4 separate regions of the Mus musculus genome follow, and regions 1, 2 and 3 are each linked to region 4. The links are chromatin contacts, called in public Hi-C and promoter capture Hi-C maps. All regions are on one chromosome and are shown on one strand. The core of a region is the stretch at or near the end of the contact, and the rest is flanking DNA. Distances in the headings are between cores, read along the strand shown.

Region 1 (2,700 bases), core at 137-2,636, 460 kb before region 4:
GTGGGGGGCATGTGTGTCACATGCACATGTGGTCAGGGGACAGCTTTGTGAGGTCTGTTCTCTCCTTCCACCTTTACATAGGCATGTCCCTATTTCTGAACTCTGCAGGACAAATATTTTCAGAATTGGGGACTGAACCCTGGAGCACAGGCACATGAAATAAGTACTCTATCACTGAGCCATAGTCTAATCCTGTTTTTCTTTTTGCAGAATTTCCGAGCTAATTCAGTCCTTTGTGTTTTCATGTAAACATTAGCACTCGCTTGTCAGGGCTTTGTTGGTGTATTTGAGACAGGATCTCATGCGGCTTACTCTGGAAATTGTTGTGTAGCCAGCGATAACTTTGCACACCCCCCCCATCTTCACACCCCTCTTCTACATCCTGAAATTATCAGTGTGTCTCCACTCCTGGCTGTGTTTGGCCATTTATACAAAGGAGAATGTTGACGTGGTGGTTACACTAAATCCATCAACTGAACTGTAGAGAATTGGCATTTTAATAATATCGAGTTTCCTATCCCTGAATTCAGGCCAGCGCACATCATCTGGCCTTTGTTTCTTCCTGGGCTCATGCACTGGCCCCTCCCCACAGCTCTGTCAGTCACCGCGCCCTCCTTGACTGATCTCAGTCAAGTAGTACTTTTCTCTCATATAGTTGTTAAGTGGGTTTAAAAAATGACTTATTTTTATTTTGTGTATATTGGCATTCTTCCTGCTTGTATGTTTGTGAGGGTGTCAGAGCCCCTGGAACTAGAGTTATAGACAGTTATGAGCTGCCATGTCGTTGCTGGGAATTGAACTCAGGTCCTCTGGAAGAGCAGTCAGTGCTCTTAACCACTGAGCCATCTCTCCAGCCTGTTAAGTGGGTTTTTGTATTCACATATTCACTTTCCTTAAATGACAGGTTCCCAGAAACACAGTGGGATTTCATGTGTCATCAACTCACCTTCTCCAACCTGCCAATCTCAATTATTTTATTTTGATATACTGTTTTATATGTAGCCCAGTGAGAGGGTTACTTTTGTTGTTTTTGAGACAGTTTCTCTGTGTAGCCCTGGGTGTCCTGAAACTGTAGAACAGGCTAGCCTTGAACTCACAGAGATTGCCCTGCCTCTGCCTCCCGAGTGTCAGATTAAAGTTGTCCACACTACTGCCTGGTGAGCTGGTTAGCTTAACTATCAGCTACACACAACTTAGAATCACCTGAGGGTCTTACTGAGGAGTTGTCTAGATCATCTTGGTCGGTGGACAAGTCTGTGGGGCATTGTCTTGATTTTTGATTGATGTAGGAAGACCTATCCTGAATGTGGGGACACCCTTTCATGGGCTAAACATGAACTATACAAGAGCAAAGAAAGCGAGCTGAGCAGAAGCAGGAAGTGGGAAGCAGGAAACGAGGGTGGTTTGTCCTCACTCTGCTCTTAACTGTGGATGTGGTATGACGAGCAGGCTTGAGTTCCTACCATGACTTTCCTTCAATAATGGACTCTGTGAAGGGTTCTAGCAGGCCTCAGCATGGCTAACACAGGCCTGAGAAGGGCAAATAGAGGCCTGAGAATGGCTAACACAGTCTGAGCATGGCTAACACAGGCCTGAGCATGGCTAACACAGTCTGAGAATGGCTAACACAGTCTGAGCATGGCTAACACAGTCTGAGCATGGCTAACACAGGCCTGAGCATGGCTTACCCAGTCTGAGCATGGCTAACACAGTCTGAGTGTAGCTAACACAGGCCTGAGCGTGGCTAACAGAGTCTGAGCATGGCTAACAGAGTCTGAGCATGGCTAACACAGTCTGAGTGTAGCTAACACAGGCCTGAGCATAGCTAACACAGTCTAAGTGTAGCTAACACAGGCCTCAGCATGGCTAACACAGTCTGAGCATGGCTAACACAGTCTGAGCATGGCTAACACAGTCTGAGCATGGCTAACCCAGGCCTCAGCATGGATAACCCAGGCCTCAGCATGGATAACACAGTCTGAGCATGGCTAACACAGTCTGAGCATGGCTAACACAGTCTGAGCATGGCTAACACAGTCTGAGTGTAGCTAACACAGGCCTGAGCATGGCTAACACAGTCTGAATGTAGCTAACACAGGCCTGAGCATGGCTAACACAGTCTGAGTGTAGCTAACACAGTCTGAGTGTAGCTAACACAGGCCTCAGCATGGCTAACACAGTCTGAGCATGGCTAACACAGGCCTCAGCATGTCTAACCCAGGCCTCAGCATGTCTAACCCAGGCCTCAGCATGGCTAACACAGTCTGAGCATGGCTAACACAGGCCTCAGCATGGCTAACACAGGCCTCAGCATGGCTAACACAGTCTGAGCATGGCTAACACAGTCTGAGCATGGCTAACACAGTCTGAGCATGGCTAACACAGTCTGAGCATGGCTAACCCAGGCCTCAGCATGGCTAACCCAGGCCTCAGCATGGCTAACACAGTCTGAGCATGGCTAACCCAGGCCTCAGCATGGCTAACCCAGGCCTCAGCATGGCTAACACAGGCCTCAGCATGGCTAACACAGTCTGAGCATGGCTAACCCAGGCCTCAGCATGGCTAACACAGGCCTCAGCATGGCTAAAGCAGGTGCAGACATGGCAAACGTTACAGACAGGGTCTCCCTTTTTACCCCCTTTTCTCTCCCATGTTAGAAACCATTATGCCCCTAAAGCTAGACCCAAAGAGTTATTTCCT
Region 2 (2,700 bases), core at 153-2,652, 400 kb after region 4:
TGATTTCCACCAGTGACTCTTGTCCTCTTGGCATATACACTTCGGAGAATGGTTTCCTGTGGGTCGGGTAATTTAATAGTTTCCTTACTCCCAAGGGGCTGAAACTGTTTCCTTTTTATAAACTGAGGATGTCTAAGTTACCCGCATTAGTAGCAATCTTGTTCACTGCTGCATGTCCAGAGTGTCAGCTCTTGTAGCACATAGTAGGTGTTAAGTGTGAGAATGACTCCATGAATGGTGCCTTCTTTGACTGTGGTGTGCCTCCCCGACAGGGAGGGAATAAAACCCACTTCTAGACCCTCATGGTCTCTGGCATCCTGTAATTTGGATCTCCAGGCCTCTGCTTTGTTGTGGACGACTAACCAAAGGCTAAGGGAGGACCTGTTTCTCCAGCTGGCCCTGGCAGGACCCCAGGTTGCCTCGACCCTACAACCTTTCGAGGTTCCTTCTCCAGGCTTACCGGGAGCCTGAGACCTGAAGGTGTCCCTCGGCCGAAGCCAGAATTCGCCCCAGGGTTTTCCAGCCTAGGGATGCGAATCTCCAGCTGCCCATCACCAGGATCCCAGTCCCTTCTTTGCACCTTCGTCCTGTGCAGGAGCCCGGGGCTGAGCGGAGTGCCTCACCCGGTACCTATAGGCCTGCGGGGGCAGGAGCCTGAATCACCGCCGCAGTCTCCCTCTCTTTCCGGCTTCCAGCCCAGGGCCACCTCTGTTTCGGAACGCCGGCTGGCCAGGCGCAGCGTGCTAGCTCTCTTACACTCCTCTGCGCGCCCCTCTTCCCGGCTTGCGCTTTCGCGGCCGCCGCCCTCACTCTGGCCGGCTCCAGGGAAACCTCGCCCCGCCGCCCCTCCCCGGTAGAAGCCAGAGCTGCCAGCGCTAGCCCCAGGCTCCCGCGGGAGGGGGCGCGGCAGCCCCCACGGCTCCACCCTCTCCGCGGGGCCGCGGCCATCTGGGGCCCCTGCCAGGCGCGTCTGCTTGGGGCCCGCGCCCAGCTCCTGCGGGAGGACGAGGCACCCCGGAGAGGGGAACGGTGCCGCCGCACCGGGCGGTCCCCTGCTAGCGGGCTGCGGAGAGCCGCGCTCGGAGATGCCCCGAGGGGGCGGTGGCTGAAGCGCGTCGCAGCGGACTGGACACGGGCGCCCCTGGTCACCTCGGCGACTCTTTACCAGCCGGAGCTGCAGCTGCGGACGCGGCAGGGCGGACCCACGAGGGCGCTGAGGACCGTGCTCCCCGCGTCCGTAACAAGCGCCCGTTGCGGACTTGCCACCTCCCGCTTTCCCCGCACCAGCCCCCCGCGAGCTGGCAGGAGGAAATTGCGCGCGGCCCCTTTAAATTTACCCAGGAGCCCTTAAAGGAGCCCCAGGGGCCCCAGACAGGAATCCCCACCCCGGTCCAGCCCGCGCTGCCGAGCGAGCAGTCAGCCGTCCGTGCGGCCGGCCGCCCGTGAATGCGCCCCGCGCCCGGGGGCCCCGCGCACCGAGCGCCCCGCGTGCGCCGCCGCTGGCTCCGCGGCCCCGCGCCCCGCCGCCCCGGGGCCCCCGCTCCGCAGCGCAGCGCATGGAGCCCGGCGGGGACCACCGGAGCCGGAGCGGCGGCGGCAGGGGCGGCCCCGGGCCCGCAGTGACCTCGGCACGGGGCCGACGGCTGCCGCCCACCGCAGCGAGCGGCGGCACGGAGCCCGAGGAGGACGACGGCGGTAAGATCTGGGGCCGACGACCGGGGGTGGGGGGCCCCGGCGTGGGGGAGGGGAGGGCTGCGGCTCCGGGCCCCTCTCGGCCGCCGAACAAAGCGGGGGACGAGCGCAGGGCGGCTCGGGGCGCCACCTGGTGGGCGCAGAGAGCAGCTACAAGGCCCGCGGGGCGCTCCCTGCCCGTGGCGGGGTCTGCCCGCCGGGCTGGGGCGGATCCCTGCTCCTTAAAGGGCCCCGCGTTGCTCGTTTTTTGGGGGGGGGGGCAGCGACGTGGGAGTCGAGGTGCTGGAACTTGCGGCTCCCGCCCTTTCTCTTTCACACTCCCAGGTGGTCTGTCTTTTAAAGGCTTCCCAGTCCCTCTGTCCCTTTCTGAGGCTTTCCCCAGAGTAGCATAGCTCGGGATTCCGCTGTTCTCGGTTATGCCATCCCTTTCTGCGTGGCCTTGCTGGAGACGTGAACTCTTCCCTTCACGGTTACGCTACGAGAAACAAAGCGCAGCCTGCGTCCTGGGGGCCCCCGTCTGTCATACCCCACGTCGGGAAGGTCTTAGTGAGGGATGGGTTCGCACACGAAGGTGGATGCCCCACCCGTGCGTTGTCGCGTTTCAGAATCGATTTTGGCCCCAGTTTGTCAGCTGTACCAAGACCTGCCGGCCCTAGTTGGCCCTTAAAACCAACTGCTTTTTTTTGTCTCCCTTCTGTAAGGTTCATTGCCTTTAGATCAGCGGAGGTTCCATCCGTACTAGGGAGAGTGCTCTCTACTCTTTGAGCTCCTCTCCCTATAAGCCCCCGCCCCCCACCCCCCCTTTTTATTTTTTTGAAAAAAATCTCAGCTCCTCCTTTTTCTTTCTTTCTTTCTTTTATTTTTTTCTTCTTTCTGCTCTTAAAGGGCCAGTCTGCCTTAGATTTAACAGTGGTCCTGCACTGGAAAGATGCTTAGTAGGATGCTAGCTATTCAGTCAGTGCATTTGCAGACAAAGGCGTATAGGCCCAGAGAGCGGATGTGACTGAC
Region 3 (2,700 bases), core at 171-2,670, 360 kb before region 4:
CATCAAACGCTACACAGAATGGATCCCTACTTTGGAATGCTTAGAAGCAGAGCCTGGGACCAGGGTTTGCTAGAGGCCAGCCGGCTGGGACAAGTCCCTAGAGGGTAAGGGCAAAGGTCAGGGAAGGGAGGGGCTCAATAAACACTGTGGATTATCTCTCTCAGAATGAGTGTTGAAGTTTAATCCCCATTATGAGAGATTAAGAGATACAGGGCTCTCCCTCCCAAGTGGATTAATCCACTCCTGTGATTAATGGATTGATGAGTTAGTTATCTCCAGAGTGGCCCTGTTATAGAAGCCAGCTGGCCAGATCTCAGGAGAGCCCTGCTTCTTGCCATGTGATGCCCTGTGCAACCTTGGGATTCTGCCAACAAGAACATCATAGATGCTGCCCCTTGACCTTGGACCAGACCCATGAGCCAAAATTAACCTCCTTTCTTGATTGCTTACCCAGCCCGTGGGTTTGTGTTATCAGCAACAGAAAAAGACTAAGACAGAAGGAATGTGACCTTAGAGCTAAGTCCAGCCCTGGACAGATCCAGGGAGGCTTGGGGACATCAGTTGTACACGAGACTTCTCCAGATCTGAGGGAGGGTCCAGCTTCCTGGCCATTGCATTAGTTAGCCATTGACTGTGGGCTATATCCAGAGCCTGCCAGACATGGCCCTCCGTGGAGGGCCCTTCACCACAGAAGGGAGATCTGGTTGGGATGCCAGGAGAAACTGCCAGACAGAGCACGTATGTCCCAGAGCGCAGCCGTCTCCTCTGCTGCCTCAGGCTTATCCACTGATCAATCACCATTCCACTGTCTCTGGTGCGTGTCAGTCACCCATCCAACATGTCCCCAAGTAACAGGGGACACAAATCAAGTTCTGAGAGATGCCTCACTGTGATGACACCCTTCTGGCTTCCTGGAGGGGAAAACAAAAAACAAAAACCTTCCCCATCCCAGCCTACCTCTGGGGTGCCACCCTGACAATCCAGGGGGGTCATCTAGGAGCCGAATGGCCGAATGGGTTCGAAGCCACAGTGTTTCCTTAAAGCCTCCACTAATAAGAAGCAGGTTCCCCTGCGACCCGAGCATGAGCTGCATTTGAGCCCTGAGCTGCACCTCTCCCTCCTACCCACATTTATTCTCCAAGCACTGCTCCTGCCCCCACCCCCAGGCAGTGGTGCTACACTGGGAGCCAGGAACCAAGTGGTCGAGAGCGCCATCTGGTGGGTGAGAGGGCAAGTCACTAGAAGGGACGGGAGAGCCAGGATTGCGATCCATCTATCCCCATGCCTTATCGCAGAGAAGGCTAGGCAAGGAGCTAGGCTGCAACGGAATTAAAGGAAAAAGAGGAAAGGGAAGAGGGGCCAAGGAGCTTCCCCGGGGATGCCTGGACACCTGTTCCAGATGCCTCTGCCTGCCACTCGAGGGAATGGCAAATCACCCAGGACACACCCAGGTCACGCCGAGGTCAGTCTCTGCCCTTTCTCTCTCTTCTGGAGCATTTAAATCCGGTTTTTGTTGGTTGGTTGGTTGACTTGTTCTGAGGCAAGGTTTTATTTAGCCATGGCTTGCCTTGAACTCCTGATCCTTCAGCCCCATTCCTAGCCCCCACCCCCCACCCCCACCCCAAGTTCTGGGACCACAGGCATGTGCCACCATACATGGCTAAGGGGTCATGTAAAAATCCATTTGCAGGCTCATAAGATGATTCAAAGTGCCACAGAGACTGATAACCAGTGAATTCAATCCTGGGGTTCCTGCAAGCTGTCCTCTGACCACCACCACACATATGCACTGTGGCATGAGCAGGCACGCATACAGATACACATACACCAGATAAATATACACTTATTTTTCTAAATTCTGTCTGTTTATTTACAAGAAAACTGGTAAAAAGGTTTTCAGAAAAGGAGCCACGGTCATCTTCACCATCAGCAGCAGTATCCCCTTTGAGAAGGTTCCAGCTAGTGGGGTGTCTATGTAACCTCTCAGCCCTTTAGGGATCCCAGAGTCTGCTAAGCTGGCTAGAGGGTGGACGTCCGAGCTCTGACCTTCCCCTGTGCAGACACATCTGTGGGGCAGAATGGAGGCACTACACGGCTGGAGATGACACATGCCCTGGGCTCTTGCCCTCTGGTTCTGAGAAGGTGAGAGGAAGTGGCTCCATCTGCCCAGGAACACTTGTTAAAGGCGTACAAAGAGACCACCAAGTCTTTCACTTCTCAATTTATACACTTCTCCAAAAGCGTGGTGGTATCTAGAGCTAGCGGGGCTTTGGGGTTTGATCTCATTTTTTTGTATTTTTCAAGTTAAAATGCAGTTGGGAGCCCCAGGCATTGTGTGCCTTGGGACAGAAGAACATGTCATCCCCTGTGAAGAGCAAGCTCGATCAAGCCTGCACTGGGGGGTCTGCACACAGCGCTGTGTGGGCGCCACGGATCCCTGAGTGTCTTGCCATCCTTGCCTTTCTCACTCCCATGGCTCAGCGGAGGACCTGCCACAGAGGCAGTCACAACCAGCAACCTAAAACAGGTGCTGTCTGGCCCTCCACAGAAAAGGTTGGTCACTGGGCCAATAAGATGGCTCAGCTGGTAAGGGCACCTGCTTCGAAGCCTGATGACCTGAGTTTGGTTCCAGGGACCCACCTGGTAGAGAGGATGATTCTGCAGGCAGTCTTCTCCGAACACCTCACACGTGCTGTGGTG
Region 4 (2,700 bases), core at 95-2,594:
TCCGGCTCTGACTATCGGGAGCTCATGGTGGGATGTCTTCCGGCTCTGACTATCGGGGCTTTCCTGCCATCCTCCCAGGAAGTGATAACTCTCATTCTCTGCTGGTAAAGTTGATGAGAAGCCTCATGGGGCCTTCTGGGTGACTGATATCGCCCTAGCCTACTCTGCCGTAACTTCCTGTGGGGGCAGGGCCTCTCACCCACTGTCAGCAGCCTGCCAAGTGGTTTGCTGGGGAGGAAATTTAGGAGAGTAGGTGCCAGGTCCCCAGGAACCTCCTAGCCATCCCTCAGGAACATAATAAGCCTCGGCACAGGCAAGACACACAGGGGACCATGTTGTCTGTCTCTTGGAGACTAGACAGAACCAGTAGGAGCTGGAGGAAGTATGGAGAGGGGAAGTTGAAGAAATACCTTCTTTGGAACCAAATAATTAAAGACTGTTGCCTGAGTCACTGTGACAAGGTTATGAGTAGAGGCGAGAATGGCCTAGAAAAGCCAGGGAGAGCTGTCATGACTGGATACATAGGGTCACGGGGACTCACTGATTTCCTCCACGATCTTCAGAAGTACCCCACCAATGTGCGACTCCCCCGTGACTCGGAGTGTGACAGACTGGGCCTCAGGGTCCTCCTCGCCCACAAACACCCTCAGCTCCCAGGAAGAGTCGATATAGTCCCCGGAGGCTGTCTTCATACCCGCCATGGCTGCGGCTGTTTCTGCTGAGACAAGGTGAGTAGACAGTGGGCTGCCTAGAAATAAGCAGGAGTCCTAGGGTACCCTGGGTAGGTGGGTAGGCTTTGGGGACACTGGTACAGAGAGCTACTGTGATCCAGTCAATATAAAACCCTCTTACTATCCTAAGTGTTTGGGCTGAAGAGACAGTTCCTTAGAGTCCACGTTGTCCTGCCAATTCAGGTTTCACAGGTGGGGACACCAAGGCCCAATACTCATTGTAAAGTACCCTGCTAGGTACCAGAACAGGTCAACTCTCCTACTCACAGTTCTGCCAGGCCCACCTATCTCAGAAACAAGTCCTGGCCCACAGCTCACAGCCAGTACTCTAACCCAAGCCTCTAGGGTGGTGGCAAGTGTGGCTGCTCTGCACAGAATGGCGGAGCAGGGGACAAGTGAGTCCTCCTGGGTCTTTCACTTACCTAGCCTGCAACGGGCTGCAGCTGCAGGTGGCAGTGGGACACCTGTTACCCTGGTCTGGCCTGGTCCTGCTCAGTTGCTTCCTTCAGAGGTCAGCCTGTAGTGGCCTTATCATGAAAGTTGTACTAGTCCCTCCCCAGGGCGGGCTGTTGCTGGGTACAGGAAGCACACTGCCAGCACGCAGAGGGCTCCACGGGGCCCTTGCTTTTGTTACCACAGGAAATGAGGGAAGAACAGTGCTGGGGTGACACCACAAAGTTCTCTTTACCCCACCCCCAGGCATCTACTGGTTGCACCTCCAGCCTGCTTTTTTCTTTTATTATTATTTTTTGTTGTTGTTCAAGACAGGGTTTCTCTGTATAGCCCTGGCTGTCTTGGAACTCACTCTGTAGACAAGGCTGGCCTCGAACTCAGAAATCCACCTGGCCCTGGTGGTGCTGGGTGCGCCACCACTGCCCGGCTCCAGCCTGCTCTTAGTGGGACTGTCTACAGTCAGCAGTGAAGTCCTTCCCACCTTTAAACAGGACTTGTTTCCAAACCTACCAGCCTTAAATCTGTCCAGTGACATGCTAGAGCCTCTCTGCCTCATAAAACCTCAATGTGATTTCCTCCAGGACCCTTTATCCCGTCTCTTTAGAGGGTTCTGGTGGTCCAACAGCCTCATGTCCATGCCAGGCACTGGGATGCAAATTGCTCTAAGGAACTGAGCAGGAACGTAGACTTTTCAGGGCAGCAGCCTACCATTAATGGACGTGGTTTTTTCTTTTTTCAGAAAGGGTTTCTGTGTAGCCTTGGCTGTCCCAGAACTCACTCTGCAGACCAGGCTGGCCTTGAACTCAGAGATCTGCCTGCTCTGCCCCAAGTGCTGGGATTAAGGGTATGTGCCAACCTCTCCTCCCAAGGTAAGGCTTTTTAAGTGTGACTAGGAGAGGCTGCTCTGAGGAGTCCTGGGGTTGGGACAGGAAGCTAGTTTAGGCTAACGTAAGACATAGTACAGCCTGGTGCTGGACTCAGCATCTTGCTAGCCCAGGAAGCAGTCTTTTGGGAGCAAATGAGGAAGTTCAGTGTTGGTCACAGTGTGGGAGGAAGATAGTGGTGTGGAGCTCAGGATTGGAGCAGCAGGAGCTGTTGTCAGTATTAGTCTCAGGCCTGCTTTCTGACCCACCTTGAGTCTAGGTTAGGTTCTAGTGTTGACCTAGCAGGTTCACTCTAAGACTGCACTGCACAGAACATCAACCCAAAGCTGATCAGAATGCAGGTAGGTCATCAGTTGTTGAGCGACACTTCCACCTAGTGGCCACCCTGACAAAGCAAACAGCTCACTCTTCAGCGACCTTTCTTTCAAGGCCATCAAGAAAAGGCTTTGTGTTGGCTTCCAATTCAGCACTACTGTGTCTTAAGAGAAGAAAGTCACTGGAGACCGTAGCAACATATAACCACGCCTGACTGGCTTCTTTATTGAGGAGGGACGTGGGTAAGAACAGGTGAAGACAGCTGGGACCCTAGGTTGGGAAGAACACCCTCCCCTCCCCGTATGCACCCACTGCCC

What was found. Promoter capture Hi-C pulls out the DNA fragments that hold promoters and counts their contacts. Hi-C and Micro-C count contacts between places; a contact is called where the count stands out from the background.
Region 1: a contact with region 4 is called in a promoter capture Hi-C map of pre-B cells. A contact is called at or near these places in 5 of 39 promoter capture datasets (cranial neural crest, embryonic stem cells, frontonasal cranial neural crest and 2 more) and 1 of 484 Hi-C or Micro-C datasets (the N1E-115 cell line).
Region 2: a promoter capture Hi-C map of second pharyngeal arch cranial neural crest shows a contact between it and region 4. A contact is called at or near these places in 11 of 39 promoter capture datasets (the 3T3-L1 cell line, cranial neural crest, embryonic stem cells and 6 more), 1 of 484 Hi-C or Micro-C datasets (B cells) and 2 of 130 datasets of targeted methods (craniofacial prominence and embryonic forebrain).
Region 3: a contact with region 4 is called in a Hi-C map of cerebellum, with 4 times the contacts expected there. A contact is called at or near these places in 10 of 39 promoter capture datasets (the 3T3-L1 cell line, the C10 cell line, cranial neural crest and 5 more), 12 of 484 Hi-C or Micro-C datasets (B cells, CD4 T cells, the HL-1 cell line and 9 more) and 5 of 130 datasets of targeted methods (the HPC-7 cell line, embryonic stem cells, large pre-B cells and 1 more).

What each region holds. Positions count from the first base shown.
Region 1 is chr19:6,556,740-6,559,439 of GRCm38.p6, forward strand. No RefSeq gene overlaps it. Among named protein-coding and RNA genes, the nearest start is that of Gm32245, 9.0 kb to the right of the region's middle.
Region 2 is chr19:7,416,223-7,418,922 of GRCm38.p6, forward strand. 2700081O15Rik (RIKEN cDNA 2700081O15 gene) reads left to right here and starts at 1,403. Exons shown (of 5, transcript NM_175381.6): 1 at 1,403-1,695. The coding sequence starts at 1,557.
Region 3 is chr19:6,662,346-6,665,045 of GRCm38.p6, forward strand. No RefSeq gene overlaps it. Among named protein-coding and RNA genes, the nearest start is that of Gm32245, 97 kb to the left of the region's middle.
Region 4 is chr19:7,018,125-7,020,824 of GRCm38.p6, forward strand. Fermt3 (fermitin family member 3) reads right to left here and starts at 1,345. Exons shown (of 15, transcript NM_153795.2): 1 at 1,154-1,345; 2 at 542-715. The coding sequence starts at 701. Stip1 (stress-induced phosphoprotein 1) reads right to left here. Exons shown (of 14, transcript NM_016737.2): 14 at 2,572-2,700.